Regions from separate parts of the Pan troglodytes genome. Here region 2 is linked to region 1. Evidence: chromatin contacts called from public HiChIP or PLAC-seq data. All regions are on one chromosome and are shown on one strand. The core of a region is the stretch at or near the end of the contact, and the rest is flanking DNA. Distances in the headings are between cores, read along the strand shown.

Region 1 (4,575 bases), core at 1,213-3,712:
CAATTCCAGTTTTCATTATCACTCTCCCTAAGGAATCTAGACTTTTCCTAATGTCCCCATGAAATTTTAATATCACTATATACGTATCTCTTTACGCATTATATGTATAACTGAGTCTTATACATACAAAGCATTAATTTTTTTTTGCTCCCAAGAGTGAATTTTCAGATGCATAATTAAGTAACATGAGAGAAAGAATACTTGGGGAGTATTACTCAACACCTATTTTAAAATGACGTAAGAACACAGACATTAACCCTATACTTTTTTCATGTGAGCATTTGGTGATAACTGAACCCTACAATTACTATGTGCAGCGATTAACAGATCTTGTTTTATTTCTCCTCTGTAGTGAAAATAATATTAATAATTCTATCTGTGCAAATATCCAGAGAGAGAGGGACAGTACCAGAATATTTTAGAATGAAAAAAAAAATCTGGAAGTTGTTGGCACTTCCTTGGCCTTTAATCAAACTTTTACCCCTAACTAGAATCTTCCTGCCCCCAAAAACTCATCTGGTTAACTCCAACTGATCCCTCCTCAGGCCTGAGCATAACTATCACTTCCTCAGAAACCATCCTTGATCCTCCCATTTCAAAGAGGTCCCTCCAATATACTCAGCAGTGCACGTACTTTTCCCATAATTACGGTCACATTGTTGCTCATTTGTTTAATGGCTGTGTCCTTCACAACATCATAGGCCCTGTGAAAATAAGGACTAATTTTGTTCATCACTATATACAAAGCACTTGTGCCCAGGACTTACATAATACAGAATATGGATTTACACATAGGTTCCCATTCCTAATGTATTCTTTGATCCTTCTAATTTTAAATATCCTATCTGAATACATCCTTAAAAAAAAAACAGAACACCCCACAAAATCCAACAACACTACTTACTAAAGGAGTCTCTGAGATTAGAACATACCTCAATCCACAGAAGAATGAGAAAATAATATTAAAGCTCTGCTTTTGTCACTCAAATGACAACCACTGGAAGTAATGCCTTACCAAATCCTACAAATTCTGAAATACTATGAAATAATTCACACAGTTGCTTGTATCAATACTTCCACAAGTTATTTTAGAATTCTGGTAAATATCCAGTGAACCAAGGCATAAGTGTCTTGCTGTCTTACACCACTGTGCTTAAACTTTGCCAAGGCCCGTAGAATGATCACAACACACACTTGCAGAGCACTTTTTTTACGACTTGCCACACTTAATCATTTTCCTGAAGCCCCAAAATAAGTAAATTGTGTATTCACTTAATTAAACATACATTTACCTGCAAGGAAGACACAGGATCTTTGGAATCAACATACACATCTTTTAGAAACGACAGCAGCTTTTCATCTTTACAAGCAATCTCTCCTTTAACTTCTGGATAGACTAAGGAAAGGAAAAAAAGTCACAATATTAAAATCAAGGAAAATTTCCTGTAATATCCTAAACGCTTAACACAAACGCTTTCTTTTCTTTTCTTTTTTGAGTCGGAGTCTCGCTCTGTCGCCCAGACTGGAGTGCAGTCGCGCGATCTCGGCTCCCTGCAACCTCCGCCTCCGGGGTTCGAGAGATTCTCCCACCTCAGCCTCCCGACAAGCTGAGGCTACAGGCGCGCCACCACGCCCGGCTAATTTTTGCATTGTTTGTAGAGACGGGGTTTTGCCATGTTGGCCAGGCTGGTCTCGAACTCCTGACCTCAGGTGATCTGCCCGCCTCGGCCTCCCAAAGTGCTGAGATTACAGGCTTGAGCTACCGCGCCCGGCCTAACCACTTTAATTTTTTTAAAAAATAAACATAATCATTTGGACTGTTAGGAAAATACTTTAGATGGAAATCAAAATTCCAGGTCAGGCTCTGCGTCCATCGTCCAGTGAAGACCCCTAGAGAAAGCTCTGTGACCCTCTCGGATTTTGATTCCCTGTATCAAGTCCGTGACAGCAGCCGGCGAGGGCCTGGTTAGCGGGAGCACTGGCCGCTGCCTCTGGGTCTCGGAAGTAGGCGGGGCCGCCGACCTCACCGCGGGCGCGGAGGACAGTCTCAATGTCACCGGCCTGGCGGCTCCCCCTTCCAACGCTCCGCCAACCCGAGCGGCTGCGGCCGAGCAGGCTGACGCCGATCCCTCGGCCTCCGGACCCACGCTAGGGACAGCCGGGCAGCACAGGGACTCCGCGCCCCCGGGCCCCGAAACGCCCTCGCACCACTCACGACTAATCTGCTCTCGCAGGAGGCTGTTGGTAGAGGGGTGTCTGGGAGCGACAGAGGGCTTCATCTTGCTGATTTCCCGTTCCGCTCGGTTCTCTAGGTTGAAATTCCTGATACCGCGAATCACTAGTGCTCCCATCTCCTCATAACATTATGCGCTCAGGTTCAGGCCGCACGTGGGAACACCGGCGCAGGACAACTCCGGGACACCAAGAGCATGCGCACAAGTCAGGGGAAGCCCCGCCGCGGGCGCTTAAATGCGTGCCCGTCGCCCCCTAGCGCTCGGGAGGCCACACACCGCTTCTCTGCCCAGGGCATTTAAAAGGGAGCCCCTCCCTTCGGGGCGAGTGACTGCTCCCACGGGGGCCGCTTCCGGCGGGAGGTGGCGGGGCTTAAGTCCCCAGACCCACGGTTGCTTTTAACGCTGGAACTCCGAGGGAGTCACCCGGGAAGCTCTGTAAAGTTCTGTGCCGGGCCCTACCCCAGACTTTCTGATTTAATTCTTGTGGAGTGAGGCCCAGCATTGGATAAGACTCCACGTGATTCCAAAGTTTCAGTGAAGAGTTGAAAATCAAAGTCGTAAGGAAGTTGACCTTGAAGTTGTTTCACAGGGCAATGCCACCAAAGAGTTAGCCGATAAAAATGGAACTTACTGAACCAGGGTCAAACTGGGCTCTCAAGTTGCCCTTTCCTGCTTTTGTGAAAGGAAAATAATGAAAGGATGTTCCTTGTCGATGAGTATTTGTTCTCAGCCGCTCTCATTTAAATGCCTCTTATTTTCCTGTCCCCCCGCCTGATGCATTTTCAAGCCACTGTATTCTTTTTCCATTATTTTTTACATCCCGTTCTCATTTGACCTAATGGTATCGATTTTAGTTATACTTTCCCTTATCTTATTTTTGCTACTAATTTACTTCTCCATGCTACTAAATGCTGAGTCATTCCCTCTCCTATTTCTCTTCTCTCTTGCCTTCTTCATTCTTTTTAAGCCTCTGTGTAATTTAATGAAAGGAACAGACAATAAGACGTCAGAAAAAACAAACAAACAAACAAACAAAAAAACGAGTGTTACATTCACCTTCTCCGTCTCTCTCCATTTCCTGAATGGGTTACTGTAGTGCTGCTTTTATTTAAGACCCTTTAGAAATATTGTTATTAATCTAAAATAAAACCCATCAGGAAGGAAGCAGTAGGAAGGAGGTTACAGTATTTCTCTTACTGTGGCTGCAAAATCTATTTTTAGTGTTCTGATCTCTGCTTAGCAAAATGAAGTAGAGTGGATGTTTTTAACCAGCTTAAAGTAAGAAAATATTGATGTAAAGATAATCGAATAGAATAATAATAATAAAACAAGAATCAAAGAACCAAAATGAAGAAAGGGAAAGTTTTTTAAAAAGAAAACTAATATAATCATTAAATATAATGCTTAATCAGAGCAAAAGCACTGCAAGGAAGATGGCTTCAGCCACTCTAATTTAAATGCCCTTTATTTAATTATACTGAACATTTTTACAGGGATTGGTATTTGGAATTTATGGAAGCTGAAATCAGTGATCTCAGATAGCATTAACTGGGAAGTTATCCTGAAGATGGCAGGCTGCTCCAAGATTTCTATCTTTGATACTTTTAAGCATGCTTGTGATTCAGGGCTTTTTAGGCACGGTATTTCTATTTCTACGGGTGCTAAGAAATTTTAATCTGCCTCATTATGTCTATGTGCTTTAATCATGGTAGCAATTCGACTCACTGCCTGTTAAAATATTTTAAAAGTGAAAATCTCATTTTCATAGAAATTCCACCGAACTTCGGGCAGTATGAAAAAGTAATGTTAGAAGTGACTGTCAGGACAGTAGGGATTACAATATGAAATAATTATTTGAATTCACACATTCCAATAGAGCTTGGATTCAACATTGAAAGAGCTTCCAGCATGTGTCAGCTGCTTTGCCTGATCCTGGCCCAGTGCTGCTCAGGCCCTCAAATTGCAAAACAGAAGGCAGATGCACTCCATCAGAAACTCACAATTGGCTGTCACCCTTTGGGAATCATGGAAATAAAACCTGAACCATAAATGCATAATTCCAGCTCTTCTTGTCAAAACATATAAATTAACAGGAACTCTGAACTTAAGAACTCCTATTGGGCTTATGTTAAGGATTGAAGTCAGATCCCCAAGGAAAGTATAACTAGGATGCTGCTTAGAATGAAGCTTCCATCTGAGTGGAGTATTATGATGCATGTGTATGGCTGAATATCTTAAGATACTAATAAACCCAGGGTCTTGACAACAACTAGAATTTAAATTATGAGGACAGAACTTTTGTCTGTTTTGTTCACTGCTGTATCCAACACATTGAACAGAG
Region 2 (4,575 bases), core at 932-3,431, 150 kb after region 1:
GGAGATGGATCCCAGTCCAAACTAGACAAGAGGTCAGCCACCCGGGAGCAGGCAGGTGTTTTTAGAAAATCAAAAAGCAAAAACCAAAAAACCCAGCCTGACAGTAAAGAGCAGAAAACATCAAGACCCTTTCATAAAAAGAAGAGCCCTGCTTGGAAAGTAGAACTTCCAGCACCAAAGGCCTTGGGATAAGCCTTTAGAAATTTGAGTACCTTAGGACCGAAATGGAAGCAAATAGGACTGCGAACCACAATAAAGTTTATTGTTTAACACTCTGGCTATGATGATGTCAAGGAATATACACTATATGCCAAGCACTGTGATAAATACCTTACATGTAGTGGAGGAAGGGTTGAAACCTAGTTAGCTTCCTCTTAATTTCTGGGGAGCTCTCCTCATTTTCTGTCCGTTGGAGACTGATGAAGAGATTCCAGAAACCCAGTGGAGAGAGAAACTCTGCACCAAATGATAGTGACGTTTATAGTCCCCTTTACAATTCTCCACTTCCAGGCACTGCTAACTCTGTCAGCTGTGAACCAATTATGTCATATCCGGGCTTCTGAAGAAGGATGCCTTGGGATCTGTGTTCCCTTGCATTTCTCTTTATTATTCAGTAACTCCAGCCCTTGGCTTCTGAAAATCACAGAAGAACCCATCTCTTGGGGGATATTCACCCTAAATACATTTCTCTGACCCAGAGAATGCTTCAATATGATCTTTACAAGGAAATATTGTATCACCATTACTGTTCTTATTTTGAAGCCTTTTGGCAATCAAGAAAACTATCATACTCTGTTAAGGGAAAAATTACTTTAAAAATATTCATTCAGTCAGAGGTCTCACCATAGTAACTTTTTTTTTTTGATTGTCATTTGGTTCCCTAATAAGTTCACATGACTTTTTTTTATATAGCCCTGATAATGCAAACACTATGCATTACATTTTGATGATCATTGAAGCTGTATTCCCCACAGCAGAATACTTTTCTCGGGAGACCTGAGCATCGGGCCAGGCAGCAGAGTGACAGGAATCTTAATTGGATCTGCTTTCTCATGGACCATCCCTTCAGGGGTAGAAGTATCCATTTATATGGAGAAAGTCTCTGTCAGATTTACTTATAAACATAACCCAATTGAGCTAAATAGTAGCACATGGAGCAAACATGGGAGAAAATTTTTAAAATGTTTCTCTCAGGAGTAGTGTTAAGACTATTCAGTGGTTTAAATATTTTAGCTTCCCAATCCTTTCTTTAGCTGGCAGTAACTACCTGGCAAGTAAAAGGCCCTGAGGCACCTCCACTGTGCCTTGCACTCTGGAGGGTACACAGTGAAATCCACATTTTAAGGAAGAATATAGCATCCCTTCCTTACCTGCTGGGGCTATATTCCAAGACCCCAGTGGATGCCTGAAACCTCAGATAAGTACCAAACCCTATATATACTATGTTTTTTTCCTATCCATACACACCTGTCATAAAATTTAGTTTATAAATTAGGCACAATAAGATTAACAACAATTACTAACAATAAAGTAGAGCAATTATAACAATACACCAGCATCACCTCTCTTGCACCTTGGGGCCATTATTAAGTAAAATAAACACAAGCACTGAGATACTGCCACAGTGGTCTGATAACCCAGAGGGCTACTAGGTTACTAACAGGCAGAGAGCATCTACAATGAGGATATGCTGAACAAAGGAATGATTCATGTCTTGGTAGGACAGAGTGGGATGGTGGGAGATTGCATCATGCCACTCAGAATGGTGCATAATTTAAAACTCATGAATCGTTTATTTCTAGAATTTTCTGTGTAATATTTTTGGACTGCAGTTTACCATGGGTAACTGAAACCGTAGAAAGCGAAACCGTCGATAACAGAGGGGGTGGGGGGACTACTTTATTTTGAATTTTGCAGAAAGTGACATTTCTCCTTACCTTCTTGTCAGACCTATGCCAGAGTCCATAACTGGAGTGTTGACATGGAAAGTTTGAGAAGTGTGAAACAAAAGAGGAAGTTTGAATTTCATCAGTTACTTTTTTGCTTTTTTAGATCTTTTGAAACTAGTTATTTGCCTTGGGGGAGATTTTCTCTTTTATCAGTGCATTATTGAAACAAACAAGCAGATTAGTCTGCTTCCTGTTTGACAGTGAAGTCATAAAATATGAACAGCTTTGTTGGTCCCAAGACCTGTCTCTTTCTCACAGAGAACAGCTGATTCACAGTCAGGTCATGTAGGAGGGCCTCCCACCTGTAGGGCAGGGCCAATTCTAAGTGACAATCTCTGCTTCACGCCAGTCTGTTCTCCTTTATTAAATTTCTCTGTGCTATCCAGTCAGAATGTGCTCAGAGTGTAGTTTGTGCTGCAAGAATTATAAAGCCATTCATTCAGCAGATTCGTGTCTAAAATGTCTCTGTGCAAAGAAGTTTAACTGTGGCCACCCTTCTAAGATCAGCTTTCCAATTCAGTATGTTTTGATTTTTGAAAAATGTATTCTTGTTTTTCCCAAATAATTTATAAATTTATGTGTTCATTTTCTTGCTGTCACTTGGCAGAAATAGAATGCGCACTCCCCCAACCCAAAATCTGATTTGGATGTTGAGACTGATAATGCCACACACCCCAACAGGATGTGAAAAGGTTTATTCCTCACATAATGAGGCTTTCTGGAGAGAGCAGGGTGACTCCTAAGCAGGTGCAAAAATGGCTTCAGAGAGCCTGGAGGTATGGCTGGCTTTAGCTTTTATTGTGGGGCAGGGGCAAGGGCTACCCGCAGGTAGGGCTTGTGTATTTTGGAGAGAGTTTTCAGGCTGTTTTAAACCTTTGCTCAGATGTAGGGCAAGCAGGAAAATAGGGAAGGGTGGGGCTTGAAAGCCATCCGGAGTGAAATAACAAAAATAGGGGCAGACTCTATTACATTCGTCTAGCATTCTACTTGAGTAATAGTCACATTTCAGGCACAGACATTTTCCTTTGGAATATTATTAAACTCAGTCACCTAATGAAAACACAATGTGGGCTGGACGCAGTGGCTCATGCTTGTAATCCCAGCACTTTGGGAGGCCGAGGTGGGCAGATCACCTGTGGTCAGGAGTTTGAGACCAGCCTGGCCAACATGGCAAAACCCCATCTCTACTAAAAATAAAAAAATTCACCAGGTGTGGCGGTGGACACCTGTAATACCAGCTACTCAGGAGGCTGAGGCAGGAGAACCACTTGAACTCCGGAAGTGGAGGCTGCAGTGAGCCAAGATCATGCCACTGCACTCCAGCCTGGGAAACAAGAGCGAAACTCCATCTCAGACAAACAAACAAACAAAAAACACATGTGTTTGAACAATATTCTTACAGCATTTATAATCTTTTCTGGCACCAATTCTGTGCTGAGGAACCCACTGTGGGCTAAGGTGCCTGAGGTCGTATGTACAGATCATGCACACTGATAACACTGTGAGGGTCTCCAGATACCTTAGATAATATAGAAGACAAGGATGAGTGTGGCCCCTTCTGTGTTTTAACCGTATCTCCCTTGTGTAAAAATCCATTCAAATGAGCTGGATTTGTTGTTCTTTCCTCCATTCTCCTTCCAACTCTCAGCACCTCCCACTCTACCCCATTGCCAGTATTGGGAATAGAAAAAGAAATATTTCCTTTTTGCTCTTGATAATGGTTTTATTGTCATAGGTGGGGCAATAAACAGTCTTTCTCTGACATTCTCCAAAGTAGAAATGGCGAGTATCCAGTAACTCCAAACAGTAGATCAACCCTCCTAGTTAACTCAGTGGGTTTTGCACTTCTGTGCACGTGTTTCTTTTGAATGTTTCAACAGAAAGTTCCATTGCTACATATTTCATAATCCATGGTGTGCATCTGAGATTTTTACTTTGCCATGGTGGGTAAACAGCACAGATATCATTACAACTTTGTTCCTTCTTGATCATGGGAATTTCTGAGTGTTGACTGCACTCAGAATCATTTCCTAAAGAAATTTCGATCCTTCCTTTAGGTGCTCCCTCAAATCATCTTAGTGGAGGGAAGTTAATCATTTATATAGTGGGGAGTCTTGGTTAGTTCCTTAAATTTCATAAGAAGATATCAGCCTATTGATGGATTTTTAAAGCACATGAACTTTTTCTCTTATTGAGAAAAAAAGAACAATTGTGCTCCAGCCTTATCCTGTTTTCTGGACAACTCTTACTAAAAGTTCATTTAGGAGAAATTTTACACATAAAGGATCCCCAGAAGATATGCAGTCTATTCATCTGGCTTGGTGGTTCTCAACCTCAACTGTCAGTCCTTAATATAAAAAGGCCACCTTTACTATCCTAAAATGAAATTCCTAGACAATATAACATACTTACACAAATTACTCTAAGCACCAATAGAATTTCCTAACCATATGTAAAAGAACAAACGAAAGAAGTTTGTGTTTAAAATCCTTTATATTTCAGTGTGTACATGCTGGGGTACAACCCTTCCAAAAGACATAATGAAGTAGTCACCTGTCTGCCCCATAGGGAGAATCACCATGATTGGGACAGCAGATGCACATGCAGATGCAGACTGGTGAATGAA

What was found. HiChIP or PLAC-seq counts read pairs in DNA pulled down with a chosen protein or histone mark.
Region 2: a contact with region 1 is called in an H3K4me3 HiChIP or PLAC-seq map of stem cell-derived excitatory neurons, with 8 times the contacts expected there. The contact joins the enhancer-like site here to the promoter of NDUFAF4 in region 1. A contact is called at or near these places in 4 of 7 Hi-C or Micro-C datasets (blood, induced pluripotent stem cells and stem cell-derived neural progenitor cells), 1 of 1 datasets of contacts at active chromatin or transcription factors (stem cell-derived excitatory neurons) and 1 of 1 other capture datasets (stem cell-derived neural stem cells).

The regions. Positions count from the first base shown.
Region 1 is chr5:108,834,080-108,838,654 of NHGRI_mPanTro3-v2.0_pri, forward strand. It overlaps NDUFAF4 (NADH:ubiquinone oxidoreductase complex assembly factor 4), which reads right to left and starts at 2,463. Exons shown (of 3, transcript XM_001135738.6): 1 at 2,216-2,463; 2 at 1,293-1,396. The coding sequence starts at 2,351. KLHL32 (kelch like family member 32) reads left to right here and starts at 2,633. Exons shown (of 8, transcript XM_016956028.4): 1 at 2,633-4,575.
Region 2 is chr5:108,988,345-108,992,919 of NHGRI_mPanTro3-v2.0_pri, forward strand. All of the region lies in intron 5 of KLHL32 (kelch like family member 32), which reads left to right. Among named protein-coding and RNA genes, the nearest start is that of KLHL32, 150 kb to the left of the region's middle. Within about 2 kb of position 2,182, at least 9 of the 24 cell types and tissues checked have an H3K27ac peak or open chromatin away from gene starts, as enhancers often do.